Regions from separate parts of the Mus musculus genome. Here all the other regions are linked to region 3. A link is a contact called in public HiCAR-type and promoter capture Hi-C data. All regions are on one chromosome and are shown on one strand. Each heading gives the region's core, a stretch centred on a gene start, on an enhancer-like site or on the middle of the called end of the contact. The rest is flanking DNA. Distances are from core to core; before and after follow the strand shown. Region 1 holds the start of Uprt (uracil phosphoribosyltransferase). Region 2 holds the start of Abcb7 (ATP-binding cassette, sub-family B (MDR/TAP), member 7). Region 3 holds the start of Magee2 (melanoma antigen, family E, 2).

The links. Promoter capture Hi-C pulls out the DNA fragments that hold promoters and counts their contacts. HiCAR-type assays count read pairs that join an accessible place to other places.
Region 1: a contact with region 3 is called in a promoter capture Hi-C map of hippocampal neurons, with 5 times the contacts expected there. The contact joins the promoter of Uprt here to the promoter of Magee2 in region 3. A contact is called at or near these places in 9 of 39 promoter capture datasets (cranial neural crest, embryonic stem cells, frontonasal cranial neural crest and 6 more), 5 of 115 datasets of contacts at active chromatin or transcription factors (astrocytes, embryonic forebrain, embryonic stem cells and 1 more) and 1 of 9 other capture datasets (embryonic stem cells).
Region 2: a contact with region 3 is called in a HiCAR-type map of astrocytes, with 3 times the contacts expected there. The contact joins the promoter of Abcb7 here to the promoter of Magee2 in region 3. A contact is called at or near these places in 4 of 39 promoter capture datasets (cranial neural crest, embryonic stem cells, hippocampal neurons and 1 more), 1 of 484 Hi-C or Micro-C datasets (LSK cells) and 3 of 115 datasets of contacts at active chromatin or transcription factors (astrocytes, embryonic stem cells and stem cell-derived neural progenitor cells).

Annotation. Positions count from the first base shown.
Region 1 is chrX:104,481,268-104,484,407 of GRCm38.p6, reverse strand. It overlaps Uprt (uracil phosphoribosyltransferase), which reads right to left and starts at 1,605. Exons shown (of 7, transcript NM_001081189.3): 1 at 1,059-1,605. The coding sequence starts at 1,447.
Region 2 is chrX:104,412,563-104,415,839 of GRCm38.p6, reverse strand. It overlaps Abcb7 (ATP-binding cassette, sub-family B (MDR/TAP), member 7), which reads left to right and starts at 1,994. Exons shown (of 16, transcript NM_009592.1): 1 at 1,994-2,183. The coding sequence starts at 2,016.
Region 3 is chrX:104,855,310-104,858,579 of GRCm38.p6, reverse strand. It overlaps Magee2 (melanoma antigen, family E, 2), which reads left to right and starts at 1,313. Exons shown (of 1, transcript NM_053206.2): 1 at 1,313-3,270. The coding sequence starts at 1,537. The coding sequence ends at 3,108.

The DNA.
Region 1 (3,140 bases), core at 356-2,855, 370 kb after region 3:
AGAGTATGAAGAAACGGTTGCCAAATCGTATTTATTTTAGGGCATTTTTAAATGTCAAGACATGCTAGAAATACAGTGGTCTTAAATGAGCCGTAGCTGCTCATTTAAAGCTGCCAATAGGAGCCAGGTATGGTCTCAGGTCCAGTAGTTCCACCTACTTGGGAGGTTGACTTGTGCCTTGGAGTTTGAGGCCAAAGTTTGAGCAGCAATTTAGGAAAACCCTGTCTGATTAAAAAGAAGAAAAGAAGAGACAAGAGAAGGGAAGGGAAGGGAAGGGAAGGGAAGGGAAGGGAAGGGAAGGGAAGGGAAGGGAAGGGAAGGGAAGGGAAAAGAAAGAGAAAGAAAAAAAGGAAAGATGGCAGCTATATTTCACTGTGGTACATAGCTATCCAAGAAAATCCATATTCCAAAATATTTTAACTTTTCAAGTTCTTGCTATACTGATTTGTGGGATTAGGAGGATCCAACTTGTTCTTAGGTTACCTTTGCTGTTAACTACATTCTGTAAGTTTTCAGTAAAACTGTCTTGATAAGAGTGGAATCATAAACTTTCTGGCAACCAGGTAAAGCTGAACTCCCAATCAGTAAACAAAATGGCAAACTGCAGGAGCAAATGCTGTTGAGTCAGAGGGCTGGCGGAGCACATCATTTCCCTTGAAATTGCTTTAGTTTTGTGAGCTTGGGCTGTCGGGGTGTTAATAACCACAGGCAGTAACCATTCCTGGGTTATACATTTACCACGTGGTCGGGAACTGAGCAGATGGCATAGGGGTGTGTACCTGCCTGGCACAGTAGAGGATTGGTCATGTTTAAGACAGACAAAGAGGCCGGAAGAGGCTGAAGGCTACCTAAAAGGTTTCCTTCCTAAACAAAGCAATGTTAACCGCAGCAACTAAGAAGGGGCCACAGAAGTGTCTCACTGACTCCCTCCCTACTCACAGGCCAAAGAAAGAGGCCTGGCTCTAATCCCCAAAGACCAGTGTGCCAAATGCAAACAGAAGCTTTTTACTTTCACCCTGCAGCCCTCCGCTCCCTTTTCCCTTCCGCTCTAAGCTTACTTGTCCCGGATGATAGTCTGAAGCTCCCGGATCTGATCATTCATAGGCAGCAACTTAAGCTGAGCCCCAATCTGTCGGGAGAGTTCACAGTCCCCTAGCAGGGAGTCGCCGCCGACAGGTGCATCGTAGTTGCCACTGTCACTACTGTCACTGTGGTTCTCAGAGTGAAGATTAGTGCTGCAGCAGGCCGGAGAGTCCCGCTCCGAAAGCACGCTAGAATGGGCGTGCCCAGGGAGGAGAGTCAGCTTAGCCATAGCAGCGTTATTTTCCTCTGCATGATCCAGGACCCGGTCCTCGGCTAGCAGATGCTCGGGACTTGGGCTAGAAGTAGAGTTTACTTGCCGATTGTGACAGGGCATGGAGTCCGGACGCTGTAACTCCGAGGCCATACACGGGGCCCCCGAGCTATCCCCGCTGCTATCAAACCCTAGGGATAAAGGGCAAGAAGAAAAGGATGCGGACACGTGCGTCCTCCTGGCCCCTGGCTCCTCCAAATCTCTAACCCTGGCTGCCCTCTCACCCCTAGGCCTCTACGGTCCTTTCGCACGCTTTGCCCATACCCGCCCACACCAGACGCACTGCCGGCTTAGACACCTTATTGGCCCATCTCTCTGCCAGTCTACAGCATGCTGGTTTGTTAACTCTTTTAAGTCTTTCCTGCTTGAGAGATTATCACAGTTGCTTGGCAGAGGTGGCTAAACCAGAGATATCCCTGGTTGCTGAGTCCTCAGAAAACCCCTAGGACTTCTTGCAATCAGAACTTTGGTAGAGCCAAGAAAAGATACGGGTGGATTACACATGTAAGGCACTGTTTTCTAACTTTCTGTCTTGGCAAAGAAAACATACTTGGGTAGTTGGCTGCATCTTCAAGCTAATGGCTTATCTGTGTAACAGAAGAAGCAAAGTAAGAACAGCTAGCAGGCTGGCCTTTCTAGACTCTTCTACAAGATGTCATTTCGTGTGTGTGTGTGTGTGTGTGTGTGTGTGTGTGTGTGTGTGTGTGTGTGTTTGTGTGTGTGTGTATACAAATGTAAGGAATTTATTGAGCTTTCTGAATTTAAGATGACAAACAACAGCTTTTTTTTTCTTTCTGTATTGTTTTATTTTTATTAAGGCTTTTTTGTTTTGTTTTGTTTTGTTTTTTGTTTTTTGAGACAGGGTTTCTCTGTATCGCCCTGGCTGTCCTGGAACTCACTCTGTAGACCAGGTTGGCCTCGAACTCAGAAATCCGACTGCCTCTGCCTCCCGAGTGGGATTAAAGGCGTGTGCCACCACACCCGGCTTATTAAGGCTTTTTTATTAGATATTTTCTTCATTTACATTTCAAATGCTATCCCCAAAGTCCCCTATACCCTCCCCTTGCCCTGCTCCCCAACCCACCCACACCTGCTTCCTGGCCCTGGTATTCCCCTGTACTGGCAAGATGCCATTTCTTAAGTACGCTTGACCACTAAAATTTTTCTTACTGATACTGGTTGGGCACTGAATTGCACATGTTACTATGGCATAATTTTCATTACACTGTTTGTTCTCCCAAACAATACTTGGAAGGATGGCTTTTAAAAATGTTTAGGTACCCACCAAGAAAGTCTAGAATAATAATTTGCAAATGTCCATTGTATCAGAAAAATTGTAGAGCTTGTTACGATGCAGAGTTTTAACTTGACATGAAGGCACACATCTGTAATCCCCACACTTTGAAGGCTGACATGGAAGGATCAAGAGTTCAAAGCTAGCCTGAGTTATAAAGCAAGCTCTAGTCTCAAAAATAATTAAAATAAGCAATATTTGTTTGTGTCCTACTTCCAAGTCTATACATCACTATTTATCATTATAGTGTAGACATTTTAATGTCACTGCACAATCCCCACACTTTCGAAAGGTTGTACAGTCTTTTCACTTAACACATAATGCAAATTAAAGGGTCTCTGGGCTTAAAACTTGTATCTGTTAACTTCAAGTAGGCCAGAACAAATGTCTGTTTTGTCAATGAATACTCTTGAGGAATCCAATGAAGCCCAGTATTGTATCATGACCAAAGATAACCCAGCTCCAAAACTGTCCATTGTTTCATCATCCTGT
Region 2 (3,277 bases), core at 745-3,244, 440 kb after region 3:
AGCCTGGTCTACAGAGTGAGTTCCAGGACAGCCAGGACTACACAGAGAAACCCCGTCTAGAAAAAAACAAAACAAAACAAAATCTTTAAAGACCTCAATAATGTTGCTTTATGTCAATAGTACCTATTGGTATTTCTAGTAAAAGCCCAGATTTTGAGAAATTATCTATAGTATCAGATGTGGGTATTTCATAAATTTAAAATCTTCTTCTGATTGAAATATAGGATTCTACATGGCTTCTTGAAATTTTCATTTAGTTTTATGTTTAAGAAGTAGGCAATGGGGGCTGGAGACTTGGTTTAGCAATTAGGGGCACACTGCTAAATGTGATCTTGCTAAATGTGATCTTTGTTCTTGCAAAGGATCTGGGTTCAATTCCTATTCATACAGATGGTAACTCATGACTAATTATAGGGCCACTGAACCTTTTTCTAATCCAACACTTCCAACTCTTAAGCCAAATACTGTTAATCCAGCATAGTTTGATGGATATACAAGTATGATCATTTTACTCTCCTGATTAAGGCATTCAATAGCTGCAGCACACAGCATTAATTTCTTAAGACAAAATTGCCATCAAGAGTTTCTGTTCACCCTGTTCCATCTCCTACTATTTTGCCATCAAGAGTTTCTGTTCACCCTGTTCCATCTCCTACTATTTTGCCATACACTTTCTGGACTCCTGAGCCTGAAAGTTTTCTTATGAATTCCTTCTTTTCATATAGCCATCTTCTTTACATGTATGGAGGGATAGTCAGCCTCTTTAATCTGAAATTCTAATTATCTTCTTCCCCAGAAACCTGGTGAGTGATATGGATCTCAGAAGAAAGTGAAGCTAGCTGCATGGGCCATATATATCTTTTGTCTTTTGTCATGACATCTCTCATTAGTTTATAATGCTTCTACAGAATTAATTCAAGATTACTTACCTGCCTTGTGTAAAAGGTTTGAAAATGAGCCTGGTGTAGTTATGCCTGCTTTTAATTCCAGCAATCCAGAGGCAAGGACAGGGGGACATTGGAATTTGAGGCTAGCCTGGTTTGCATAGCAAGTTCCAAGTTCCACAGTAGCCAGGCCTTTATAAAGAGAAGGGAGAGAGAGAGAGAGAAAGAGAGAGAGTGGGAGAGAGAGAGGGAGAGAGAGAGAGAGAGAGAAGTGTTTAAGGAGAGATTTTTGAGAATGCATTAATGAAATTGTACCTTCTTGACTCCAGGTTTTCAAGTAGCATTTATATTTGGAAATTGTTTCCCACCCAGATACTTGTAAACATATTTCCATGGTATTTGGTTTGATTATAGTGCTGACAAAATAATACAAATGTGTCTTTAAATATGCAGTTTACTATATAACATGTTCACTTACCATCCACCTAGCAGTTTTTAAATAAGGGACTCTGAAGAAACCAAAGGGAAGAGCTACAAGGAGGCAAATTAATGGAATGAAATATGTGTGTACCCCGAGAGCTCCTTGTCCCAACAGCAAAAGACCAAAGGCAAATCAGGAAAATAAAAGGTTTTACAATGAAGGCGGCGACTCTCACTTGTGAAGCCTTCTCCAGGGGAAAACTTGTCTGTACTTTAATCCTCAACGTTAATGCACAGGGAGAATGAGAGTTATGCAGAGTGGAGCATGGCATTGAGTTGGAGACAAGAAAGGAATCGAATGGCAGACAAGATAGGGTTGTCATATTTACCAAAGCAACACTTGGGACATAATTATCCCAATCATTTGTTTTTTATCTGAAATAACATTTAAGTGGGTAATCCTGTATTTTATCTGGCAACGCTAAGAGAGAAGAACAATGGTAGTCTGATGGTCTGGGCTGTGCAAGAAAAAGCCCGAGTCACTGGGGGGAAAAAGAGTAAAGCTCTACTTAAGCACAAGCATCTTCAGACACAAGCTATTTCCGGTGTCGGGCGCGAGCGGGGGGAGGGGAGAAAGCAATGAAAGCCGCGGCACTCAGTCCGCCGGCGTCCCACAATCCTCCTCTCTCGGTTCCTTTTTCCTCGCTCAAGATGGCGCTGCTCGCGATACATTCCTGGCGCTGGGCAGCCGCGGCGGTCGCTTTCGAAAAGCACAAGCATTCGGCAGTTCTGACCCGGGCTCTAGTCTCCATGTGCGGCTCAGGCCCGCGATGGAGTTCGTCCCAGCGCGGCGCGTCAGGAAGCGCTCGGCTGTCCCAGGTGTGTGGCCGCGCGCTTGGGAGAGCAGGGTGAAGGACAGGGGAACCTGGTAGGGAAAGGGTTGCCCTTGTGACCTCAGGTCAGAGGGAGCGCGCCTAAGGAAGATTGTCAGGGCGAGCTCAAGAGTGGCGGCGAGGGTAGGAAGTTAGGGTTAGGAATTGGAGGCGGAGAGGAAGAACACGTTTGGGGACAGCAGAGAGCCGGGAGGTTTCAGGCACGGGGCACCTGCAGTGCCGGCGTCCTGTAGGGCTTTGCCGCTTGTTTTCTAAGTGGGTGGCAGACGGGGCTGCTTCCAAAAGTTCCTCGTGGAATTTGGTGCTGAGCGGCCCGTGCTTCAGAGTGTACTAAAGCGGGAGTATGCAATTGCGAGTGCACTTCAACAGGACAGAACGCCACCTATAAACAAGTAGCACATTTAATTGGTACGTTAACTCCCTCAACTGACAGGCGAGCTCCCTCGGAGGCAAAAACCATAATTATCCTTTTCTCCAAAATGTACACTGCTCGAAGACAGACGCTTTGTTATCTTTTGCTATGACTATTCAATTACGTTCTTTGTGCATTCCCTTAGTGTGGCAGTGATTATGCTACCTTGGAATATTGGCTACCATTAGCTCATTCAATAAGAGTTTGTTTTAAAAAATCGTCTGTGGTACTTGTACTTCAGTTTGTGGTTTTTTTTCCTCATATATTGGCAATATTTTAATTGCCACCACGTGTTCGTCAGTATAACCTTAACATACTGTCATTTTTGTTTGGAAAGCAGTTTCTTAAATTATGACTCCCTGTCAACAAATATTTAATGTCTACTACTACTATAATCATAAACACTGTTTAGATAACAGAAGTCAAGAGAAGCATACAGTTAGGCCTTCAAGGGTTGAGGTTTGGTTTGGTTTTTACAGACAAGGTCTTGTTTTGTAGTCTCGTTAGGCCTTGAGTGTGTGATCCTCCTGCTTCAGCCTACCGAGTACTGGGATGACAGGCATAAAGTGACAAGGATTGTACAATTTTTAAAATTGAAAAATATTTGAAATCGACAAATAATTGTGTATATTTGTGGAGTGTGGTGTGATATTTAATACATGGATGTA
Region 3 (3,270 bases), core at 64-2,563:
AATTTCAGGGCAGTGGATCACTGAATGTAAAACAGTAACCATTACCATCAAGAATGTGGAAGGACTTCAAATGTGGCTGCAGATGACAATCTGACATATTTTTTCTTCCTTCCTTCCTTTCATTGAATTCCTGGATTACAACTGAGCTTTTAGCCTAACTACTGTGGCAGCACTCCAAGAAAATAGAGCAACCCAACTTTCTTCCTGGCCAGAGTGTTTGGACTATGGGTCAGTCCTCAAATACACATGTACAAACCTACTCTTGTGTGCAGCCCTAAACAGTTCTGACATACAGGGAAAAAGCCAGTCCTTCCTGTTTAGCCACCTCTGTCCTTGTCTCCCACCCATACTCTAGCCGACATGGATAACTGGCAGTTACACACCCTCATACTTTATTCTCATACTTCTGGACCTTTCTTGATGTTACCAAACGCTACAACACCCTTGCAAAGCATGAACTCTTCCCATTCCTCTGATCACTTAGAGCTCAGCTCCTCTGACTCTTTTTCAGCAACTACCTCCAATCCAAGACACTTCAGACAAAACTGACATTCACTACTTCTGTGTTTGTGCTATATGTAAATTGACTTGTGCTGGTTTCCATCAATTTTATCTGAGACGCGTTTATAAAATAGAACTAAGAACTCCTTGAAAGTCAGATGGTGTGATAGAAAAGTGCTTATGTTCTGGGCTCTGATAAAAGGATTCAAGCCGGATCTCTTTCCCTTGTAGCTGCCCGAGTTTTTACAGTCAAACTCACCTCCCTGTGCCAGTTTTCTCATCTTTAAGATGAACACCATTTAGACTAGTTAAGACTCAGTGATTTTAATATGAGAAAAGTGAAACACTAGGTCTGTTACCTAGTAAGGGCTAGATAAAGGGTTGGCGCGCATCACCACTGGTTGAAGGAACCCTAGAATGCATGGTCTGCAAGCTCCATATGGGAAGGAATAATCAATTTGTCCTCACAGCAATCAGTGATGCATCTCACAAATACAAAGCAGTGTGCCTGAAATGGGCATAGTCTCAAGAAATAATCTGTTTAGTTGGCGGAGGCCTTAATGACTCTACAATTATCATAAATACCGCCCCCATCCTCTATTAAGCCTTACCAAGGTGCTTAATACCTCGCAGAAAAACTAGAAAAACGTTCCCTTCCTCTAATTCTTCTACTTCATCTCCGTTGTTCCTTTGTGCGAATTTGATTCCCTAATAAGTTCGAACCCCACAGCAAGCCTGGCCTTTCAGTCAGTAGTGGGAGGGGGCGGGAGAGGAAGCCTGAGCGGGGCGTGGTCACCACATTGCAGAGCTTGAGTGCGCCTGCGTAGGATGCGGCAAAGCTAGGTGCTCTTAGGCTTTCCTTCATTGCTGGCTACTGCTTTTGTAAAAGGATCGCCTGTCTCGCCAGCTCTCACTTTCGAACCGCACAGCTCCTGAGTATCAGGCTTCGGCTCTGAGCTGAGCTGCCAACACACCTCAGATCCTCCCTGCGACGGATCGCTGACCTCCGCGTTCGCGTTCCTGTCTCCTGGAACCATGTCTCTGGTAAGCCAGAATGCGCGCCAAAGCAGCGCAGAGACTACCGCCGATTACAGCAACAGCCAGGGTGAAATGCAGGCTACTAATGCCTCCGGGCCTGCCACCTCCATGCTAGCCCTCGAAGCTCCCCAGGGCCCTGAGATTCCAAACGATCCACAGGGAGCCAGCGCTTCCCAGGCTGTGCGGGACCCGAGTGACATCGAGGTTCTCATCGACGAGCAGTCCCGACGTTTGGGGGCGCTCAGGGTCCACGACCCTCTTGAAGAGAGGTCGGTTGCTTTAGTGAATTTCATGCGCATGAAAAGCCAAAATGAGGGGTCTATCCGACAGTCAGAAATGCTGGAGTTTCTCAAAGAATACTCAGATCAGTTCCCTGAGATACTCAGACGAGCCTCAGCTCATCTGGATCGGGTCTTTGGGTTGAATCTGAGAGTCCTTGATCCTCAGATGGACACTTACAACCTAATCAGCAAACCAGGTCCCCAGACCACTGAACGGCTAGCAGAGACCCTGGACATACCAAAAGCGGGTCTCCTGGCCTTGGTCCTAGGCCATATTCTCTTGAATGGCAACCGGGCAAGAGAGGCCTCCATTTGGGACCTGCTGTTAAAGGTGGATGTGATAGATGGGTCTCAGAGGATCAACAACCAGTTTGGGAACACAAGAAACCTCCTTACTATTGACTTTGTCCATATGCGATTTTTGGAGTACTGGCCAGTATATGGCACTAATCCCCTTGAATTTGAGTTCCTGTGGGGCTCTAGAGCTCACAGTGAAATCACAAAGATGGAAGCCCTGAAGTTTGTAGCAGAGGCCCATGATGAAGAACCCTGGAGCTGGCCAGAAGAATATAACAAAGCTCTGGAAGCTGACAAAGCCAAAGAGAGAAGCCAGGCTGCTGGCTTAGAGTTCTGGTCAGAGGACACTATGAATGATAAAGCAAATGAATTGGTCCAGTTGGCCATTGGTGTCACTGAGGAGTTGCTGCCTATCCATCAGGATGAGCTATTTGCTAATACTGGCAAAGAATTCCAGGATGTGTTCCCAAATATCCTCAGCAGAGCCACTCTAATCCTTGATCTGTTTTATGGGTTCTCTCTGATTGAGGTTGATACCAGTGAGCACATCTACCTCCTTGTCCCCCAACCAGAATCAGAAGAAGAACAAGTAATGCTAGAGAGCCTGGGCAGACCCACCCAAGAATACTTGATGCCAATCCTGGGTTTGATCTTCCTGATGGGCAACCGTGTCAAAGAGGCCAAGATCTGGAACTTACTCCAGAGATTCAGTGTTGATGTAGGGAGGAAACATGCCATCACCTGTAAGCTAATGAGGCAACGCTACCTAGAATGCAGGCCGCTCTCCTACTCGAATCCAGTTGAATACGAGCTGCTCTGGGGTCCTCGGGCTCACCATGAAATCACCAAAATGAAAGCCTTGGAATATATGGCTAGGTTCTATGGAAAACAGCCACAGGACTGGCCAGAGCAATACAGGGAGGCTGTGGAAGATGAGGAGGCCAGGGCCAGGTCTGAGGCAACAGCCATGTTCTTCTTCGGTTCCATCTGACGTTGGACATTTCACTTTAGTTGAGTGACATCTGTTAAAAGGGCATTTGGGAAATGGACACTAGGGTCCTAAATCAAAAGTTGAGAGGGTTGTGGGAAAGAGTACACCTTGTGTTTATTGCATTCCAATTCTAATAGCATTTCTTCCCTTCTAATATCCTCT